Linked DNA regions of Rattus norvegicus: region 2 is linked to region 1. The links are chromatin contacts, called in public Hi-C maps. All regions are on one chromosome and are shown on one strand. The core of a region is the stretch at or near the end of the contact, and the rest is flanking DNA. Distances in the headings are between cores, read along the strand shown.

Evidence for each region. A called contact is a pair of places that touch in the nucleus more often than the background predicts.
Region 2: a Hi-C map of Schwann cells shows a contact between it and region 1, with 6 times the contacts expected there. The contact joins the promoter of Atp5mc2 here to the promoter of Npff in region 1. A contact is called at or near these places in 10 of 12 Hi-C or Micro-C datasets (the A7r5 cell line, Schwann cells, frontal cortex and 5 more) and 1 of 1 datasets of contacts at active chromatin or transcription factors (oligodendrocytes).

What each region holds. Positions count from the first base shown.
Region 1 is chr7:135,532,048-135,535,710 of GRCr8, reverse strand. Npff (neuropeptide FF-amide peptide precursor) reads left to right here and starts at 1,872. Exons shown (of 3, transcript NM_022586.1): 1 at 1,872-1,986; 2 at 2,232-2,371; 3 at 2,474-2,661. The coding sequence starts at 1,885. The coding sequence ends at 2,576. Tarbp2 (Tarbp2 subunit of RISC loading complex) reads right to left here. Exons shown (of 9, transcript NM_001034941.1): 8 at 3,442-3,643; 9 at 2,885-3,313. The coding sequence ends at 3,156.
Region 2 is chr7:135,676,920-135,680,644 of GRCr8, reverse strand. It overlaps Atp5mc2 (ATP synthase membrane subunit c locus 2), which reads left to right and starts at 2,427. Exons shown (of 5, transcript NM_133556.2): 1 at 2,427-2,443. It overlaps LOC120093744 (a long non-coding RNA gene), which reads right to left and starts at 2,986. Exons shown (of 2, transcript XR_005487427.2): 1 at 2,849-2,986; 2 at 1,358-2,336.

The sequences.
Region 1 (3,663 bases), core at 623-3,122:
CTCAGGCAGCAGTGCAGTGAGGAGTAGCTGCCCTGTGCACACGCAGCAAGACCGCTGTACACTCGGTCCATTTGCTCTTCATGGCAGCCTCTTGTGACAGGGGTCAGACTGGGTACTATGACACACACCTTTAATCCCAGCACCTGGGAGGCTGAGGCATCCTGCTCTACAAAGTAAATTCTAGGCCAGCCAAGGCTAAATAGTGACACCTGATACACACACACACACACACACACACACACACACACACACACACACACAGAGTGGAGACGCAGATAGGGAGAGAAGCCAAGAAGACCCACAACAAAAAGCAGCAGTGAACCATTGTAACTATAATGCATGATAGCAAGTTCTATGGGAAATCATGAGACAAAGCTTACATACAGGTCCACCCAAGCCTGGATGTATTATTGTATTCTAGAACATCGGATAGAAACCTGATCTAGGTTTCCCTATGCAGTATAGCACCTGACTAGCATACATAAGGCTCCTCATTTTGATTTAATCCCCAAGAAAGAGATTTTAAAATGCCACTTATCCACAAACCTAAAATATAAGTTGGTTCCAATCAAGTACTTCCTTGTTGAGCAAAGATGTGGTCTCCAAGCGTGAGGGGTTTTTACTTATGGACTGAGAGATGTTCTAAGACTTCATTGAACAAGCTAAGACCTCTGGTACAGGCCACCAAGAAGCTCAAGCCCACTCAGCACTGTCTCTGGAAATGGTAAGTTCCCCAGGACTGGAGTGGGAGGAAGACAAAAGGAATCACAGTTGACATTTCAAAAACACCAGGTCTGTGCTTTTTTACAAAATGCATCCCAAATGCTTCTCCTAGCAAGTAAATCATTTTACTGTTCCCATATGTGAGGAAAAGTATGAGTAGCTTGCTTTGCTCATGGGCTAGAACCCTGACATGGTCCTTCTGTTTAGGCTAGAGACATGGTACACTGGCACCTGCATTTGCAAGTGAGGTTGGGACTAGCTCCTGTGAAGGACCCTTCCCTGACCTAGAGTGGTTCATTCCCTAAAGCAGGAACCTAGTCACCAGCTCCAGTAGTATACTAGAACCAGAACCAGGCAGAGGCCGTGCTGACCTGAGGGAACTGAAACAATGTATCAATTCCTGCCTGGAAAGACCCCTGCCCTGAAGTCCTCCTAGGCAAGATCCTTGGAAAAAGAAATGGCCAGATGTGGCAGTGAAGAGTAGTGGCCACAAGGTGGCAGCAGAGTTTCAGCTATGGAGGCCCATTCCACAGCTAAGGTGGGCCTAGCCACAAAATGTGCAAGCCACCTCTACTCAGTAAGGTTCTAACAAGGGTCTCCTAGCTCTCACTTAACTATCCACGGGCAAATCTTAAAAGTGGTGAACCCACATTTAACCTCACTAGAAGCAATGGGAATTGAAATGTCTGTGGTCCTGACTACCTGTTCCTGGCAGGACTAGGGACCAAGCTGGGTCATACTAGCCTGCTCTCAACCCTAGTTCCTTCCCATCCAGGACATAATGCTCAATCCTGACAGGAGTTTCTTCAGTCAGGAACAAGAGGTGATCAATTGAAGCTTCTCCAACCTGTTGAAGGATTGGAGGTTCTTGTAAGGCTCCTCCAGGGCCTAGCTCTGACAAACTGCAATTAATAATGCTTCCTGAGCTCTGGAGACAAGATTTATGCATCTAATAAAGTCTATAACTCCAGGCTCATGCTGGGGGTAGAGAACTGAGAGCAGAAAGTCTCCAGGGCGGTATGGGAGGGGGTCCCAGGTGGCTCTTAATAGAGCCATGCATTTCCATTGCCTGTCTAGATTTCCCCCAGGCTGCTGATGAGGTGGGGGTAGGGGACATCAGGTATAAGAAGCCCGTGTGCCACGGAGGAGGCAGATGGCAGCATGGATTCCAAGTGGGCTGCTGTGCTGCTGCTACTGCTGCTGCTGAGGAACTGGGGCCACGCTGAAGAGGCAGGGAGCTGGGGTGAAGACCAAGTCTTTGCAGTGAGTGAGCGTCCTGCTGCCCCCCACCCACCCACCCACCCACCCACCCACCTCCCCTCCCCAGCTGGAACTTTTAATACAGGGTTGATGTTCCCCAGGCTGCTAAGGTCTTCAAGAAGCCTGGCTTCTAACAGGGAAATGGCTTCTCAGCCCATGCAAGTTTCCCCCAGAAACCATTCTTTCCTTCCATGTCTTCAGTGTGCGAGACATTGCCATGTTCCTGCCCTGCTACTCTCTCATCACAGGAAGAAGATAAGGGACCCCACCCATCACAGTATGCCCACACTCCAGACAGGATCCAGACTCCTGGGTCCCTCATGCGTGTTCTGCTCCAGGCCATGGAGAGACCTAGAAGGAACCCAGCCTTCTTGTTTCAGCCCCAGAGGTGAGTTCCAAAAGGCAGAGGCTGGGAAGGGAGGAGGGCAGAGGAAGATGTGAGGGAAGGTGAGATACAGGGAGTGCCGACTAAAGATGAATCTCTCCTAAGGTTTGGCAGAAATGCTTGGGGGCCCTGGAGCAAGGAGCAGCTAAGTCCCCAGGCTAGAGAGTTCTGGAGCCTGGCCGCTCCTCAGCGCTTTGGGAAGAAGTAACATCATCTGCTGTGATATGTCTGCATGCAAAATCACTTCCCCACATTCCATGTGTGCCCCCAAATAAAGTGGTCTGGCTTCTGCATCTGTGTTTGGACAAGACTCTCAGGGAACGGGTGGGAGCCCAAGAGCAATAGTTATAGCCTCCTTTACCTCCACTCAATCAGTCTCCAGCCATTCTGCTGGAGGGTCCCCAAGGCTACTGCACCTTGCCTCCTGCCTGTAGCAAAAAGAATGGGGTTCAGAAGGAGAACAAACACTGTGTATTCCTTTGACACCCTCATGACCCAGGGCCAGAGAACACAGGGTTTAAGAAGCCAAAGAGCAGCATTTATTCTGGATTCCAATAGAATTCCAATTTCCTTTCATTCATCATCCATGGAATGAGGGCAAACCCTGCGCTGGCTGGGGCCCTGTGGTTCATGGCTCCTTGCTTGCCTTTGCCTTCCTCAGTCTCAAGGCAGGCAAGCTGTGTCAGAGGTAGAGATGGCACCTCTGGAGGGCACCAGAGCTAGGCAGACGCATAGACCCAGGGCAGAAGGAGCAAGAAGTAACAGATATCCATCACTGTAGTGGGTGCTATTTGCTACCGGCCATGATCCTGAGGTACTGTAGTGCGCGGCGAGCAGCATCACCTCGGGCTGCCTCCCTGGTAGTGGCAGAACCATAACACACAGTGGCTGGCTGCGTGGACAGCTCCACTAGACACTGGCAGAGCCCACTCAGGCTCAGTTCCTCTGGAAGCCAAAAAAGAGGGAGGCACTGGTGGGGAGGGGCACCAAGCAGTGTACATCACCCATCTCCCAACTCCTTTATACTTGCTCTGATCCAGTCCCCTCCATCCCCAGTCCCTGGCTGGCCATACCAATATCCAGATAGCTGACATGGAAAGCCTGCTCCGCAGAGAGCTCACTGAGGATGCTGCAGCAGGCAGAGCCCAAAGACCCCAGAGAGCCCACGGAGCAATTGCGAAGGGACAGGATCTTTTCTCCCACAGAATTCCGTAAGGAATCCCAGGTGCAGCCTGGCCCACGGTTCCTTAGTCCATCCAGGCGGGAGCTCACGCCCTAATGAGATAAGGGTGAGA
Region 2 (3,725 bases), core at 1,178-3,677, 140 kb before region 1:
TGGTTTTGCATGATTTATGTGATGGAAAAAAGTTTTGTAACATTTGAATCTCTTTCAGGAGATAACTGAGCAAGGACCCTTACAATAAACAGTCAGTCTCACGGGAGCATGACAAAATTGAATTGCAATAATCCTAACTGTAATACTAACGATAATGATTATTGAACTTTTACTGAGTACCAAGCCCTTCGCTAAAAGCTTCATATACGTTATTATCTCAATATAGGCTGCAGGGTAAGTGCTGTTATTACACCCGATTTTAAAAGGAGAGGGGGAAAATGGTTTAAAAGGGTTAAATAACTTGCCCAAGGTCACGCAGGATTTGGGAACCCAGGTTTGTCTAATCTGAATCCTACCACTCGCGGTAGGGGATTATGAGACTGCAGTAATTTTTAGGAGGAGCCAGGGTTAGGTCCTCACAGGCCCTTTCTCTGATTTCATCCTCCTCCGGGATTTTGTTAGCGATATACGAGATTCTCTAAATTGTCACAACCAGCAGCTGCAACACCATTTGGCGGTGGCGGCTCCTAAGAACTATAGATTTTGCCTCTTAAGAGTATGGAGCTAAGAGCTAAGAGGAATTCAGGTCTTAGCGGGGCCGGGTGTTCGGGGAACCTCAAGGGCTCAACCCCTAAGCCCTTGCTAGCCTGAGCCCTTCAGAGGGTGTCGGATTTGCCTTTTCTCACACAGCAACTCACACTGCTTAGTACTTGGAAAATACCTGTTGCTTCCTAAAGATCCCTGGACCCGCCCTTGCCCGGGTCAACAACTGGCCCTGGAGGGAGATTTGGGGACCTCAGGAGAACCTGCGAGAATCCTAATCCGGCTGAAACCCAAGGTTTAGGAAAGGCGGGGAGTCCCCCCCACCCTCTTCTTCCATTTTCCCCCCCACACTTTCCCTCCCTTTCAGGAGCTCAGGGCCATAAAAATGCAGATGGAGGATCGGTGTGAAATAACGGGCCCATATAAATCCCTCTGCCGCCCGCCTGCAAGATGGATTGGCCGCATTGAAATTCCTCCGCGAGGATAATTAAACTCGGGGCCTCATCCGGGCAAAATTACATTCCTGTAATGGCGTCGCTCGGGGTCCCGGGAAATTGCTCCGTGGGCTTTCAGCGGCGGTTTTTATCGCCGGCCGGGGTGTGCCTGGCTGCGGCTCGCCTCTCCTCCGGGACCGTAAAGCTGCTGCCGTGATTTATCCTCCCCTTCTCCCAAATCCGATTAAATGGAGGAGCTCGGGGCCGGGGCGCCGCGGGGCCGGGGGCCGGGAGGGGGTGGCGGGAAGGACGGGGCCAAGGAGGGGAGGACAAACGGCCCCTCAGAGGGTGGCGGATTTGCCTTTATTTACAGCCCCGGCTTTCTTTTTATTTTTTTATGGGGGTTTGGTGAGCTCTTCCCGTCTTTCTCGCGCTGCGTCTAAGCACCCTAACCGGACAGCCGGGCTGCGGGGCTGGGTCTGCCTTGCAGCGGTCGTCTGGGCTCATCTGGTCCTGCGTGCACACAAAGGCCTGCTCCGGGACTCGTGCCCGGAAGCCCCCGCCCACCGCCACCGGGGGAGGGGCGGGCGAAAGGGCACTGAAGCAAAGCAGGGGCTTGGGGAGAGCCCCTCGCGGGCGGCTGCACATTCCAGCTTGCACCCCCCTTTCCCCAGCAAGTCTGACAGAGGTAAACTGGTCGCCTGGGGTGACCTTGCACCCCTACTACAGGCAATAAGTGTGGTTATTCCTAATTGATCCCAGGACTCACAAAAGGGAGATACAGGCCTTGTTTACCCTCAAGTTTCTGACTCGCAGATGTTGGGGTTTTTTTTTTGTTTGTTTGTTTGTTTTGTTTTGTTTTTTTTCATGCTCTGCTCATCAGCGAGATAGGGAAAACAAGAAATAAGTTAAAGCCGAAATAGCCGTGACATTTTGCTATTAGCCCATTGGGACAGTTCTCTTCTGTACCACCCAATGTTGCCAGGGTCCTTAGGGTGACAAGAAGCCAAAGTGGTCTGTGATTTTATTTCCCCATGCTACATTTTAAACACAGAACCCCAACCCTCACTGTATGGTATAAACAATTTCTGACGAGGCTGGGTTGTTTTTTTTTTTTTTTCCTTTGCGCATGCTCGGGAAGTGGACTCGAGTCCAAGACTCCAAATGCCAAACAGTCCACACTTCCCACCACGTTGCGGGTCGGCCTTCTGTGCAGAGTTGGCGGCTCTTCCGCACACGGTGGGCTCCTTTTGTAGCTTCTCCTGTTGGACACCAGATGGCGTACTTGTTTCCCGAGACACCACCAACCTGGCAGGGGGAGCTGTAGCGCCCGGGCCGATCCTTTAGCTTGCGTTCACTCTATCCGCGGGAAAGCGACTCGTTGGCTCTAGTCGCGCATGCGCAGAGCCTTCTCCTGGGCTTCCCGTGCCCCCACCCCCTCTCTGTCTTCTCTACCCTGGGAGCAGGTAAGGCCTTGAGGCCTCGCGTCCTCTTCGTGCCGCGCAGGCGCGCGCAGCAGTACCCCTTGCGAGGACGCGTGGCCGCCCTGACCTTGCTAGCTCCCACCCGGGGCCTCGCACCCTCGCGGCTGCTGGCATCCCCGCGCGGAGAGCTGCCCCTTCCTCGTGTCTATGACCTCTAACCGCGCGGGCCTGGCGCCATCTTGGGTGTCTCACGGGGGTTGGGGGTTCTGCGGCCGGCGAAAGCCAAATGCTGGCATGCGTGTTCTCTCGGGACGCGAACCAAGGCTTTAAGGATAATGCTGTTTGCTCACCCTCACGCCTTTCACCATTGTTATAACCCCAGATTACCCCCTCCTGTCTTTGTTTCCTCCTGTCAGCCTGAATCAAAGTAGACTTTAGTTTTTGTACCTTGCAGACTTTGAACCGCAGGGCCTCTGGCGCTCAGAGCAGTCAAGCCACCATCTCCCCTAGTCAGCATCCTGCAGTTCGAAATAAACTGAATGTGGCGTAGGGTAACAGAACAGGCTAGCTGCCTGTGCACCGGTGGCTTGAAACCAGGGCAGAAGTGGGACCTGTTGCTTTAGAAACTGTGGTTGTAGTGAGTGCCTGCCTTTAATGAAAGCCCTGACATGCTAATGAAGTTGGAAATAAAATCTTAAATGGCGGGCTAGAAATGGAGGGTTCTGATAGGCAGCAAGCCCGGAGGGTGGGAGCAGTTCAAGTTTTAAAATGTATACCTGCCAGCCAGAGGGAAGGTTTAAGGAACGGAATAAAATGGAGAGATGACCACTTAGGAATTAAAAGATATAACCTTAAAACTTGTTTTTGGAAAAACGTCTATTTTGGCCCCTTGAAGGCCAACTCTATAAATAACCCTTGTTTACCCCAAACTTGTGATCCTTCTGCATCAGCCTCCCGAGTGCTAGGACTACATGCATGTACCACCATGCCTAACTTCAGACCTCCCTCTAATCATGTGTCTGAAAGCATGCATGCGTGGGTGCTGAGAAGTTAATGTGGAGGGGCATTTCCACTTCACCTTCACTTTTTGAGATGGGATGCCTTACTGACCTGAAGTTCATCCACTCAGAATGAAAGCCAGTCAGCTTCAGGTAACCACCTGTTTCCATAGGTACCCAGCACTAGGGGTGTGGCAGGCACAATTGAACCTGAGTAGCTGGGCAGCAAATTTGGGTTTAGGTTTCGCAAAGACAAAAGGCAGGATTTTGTTGGTAACAGGGTCATACTGTGTGGCCTGGAATTCTGCCTTCCAAGTGCTGGGATT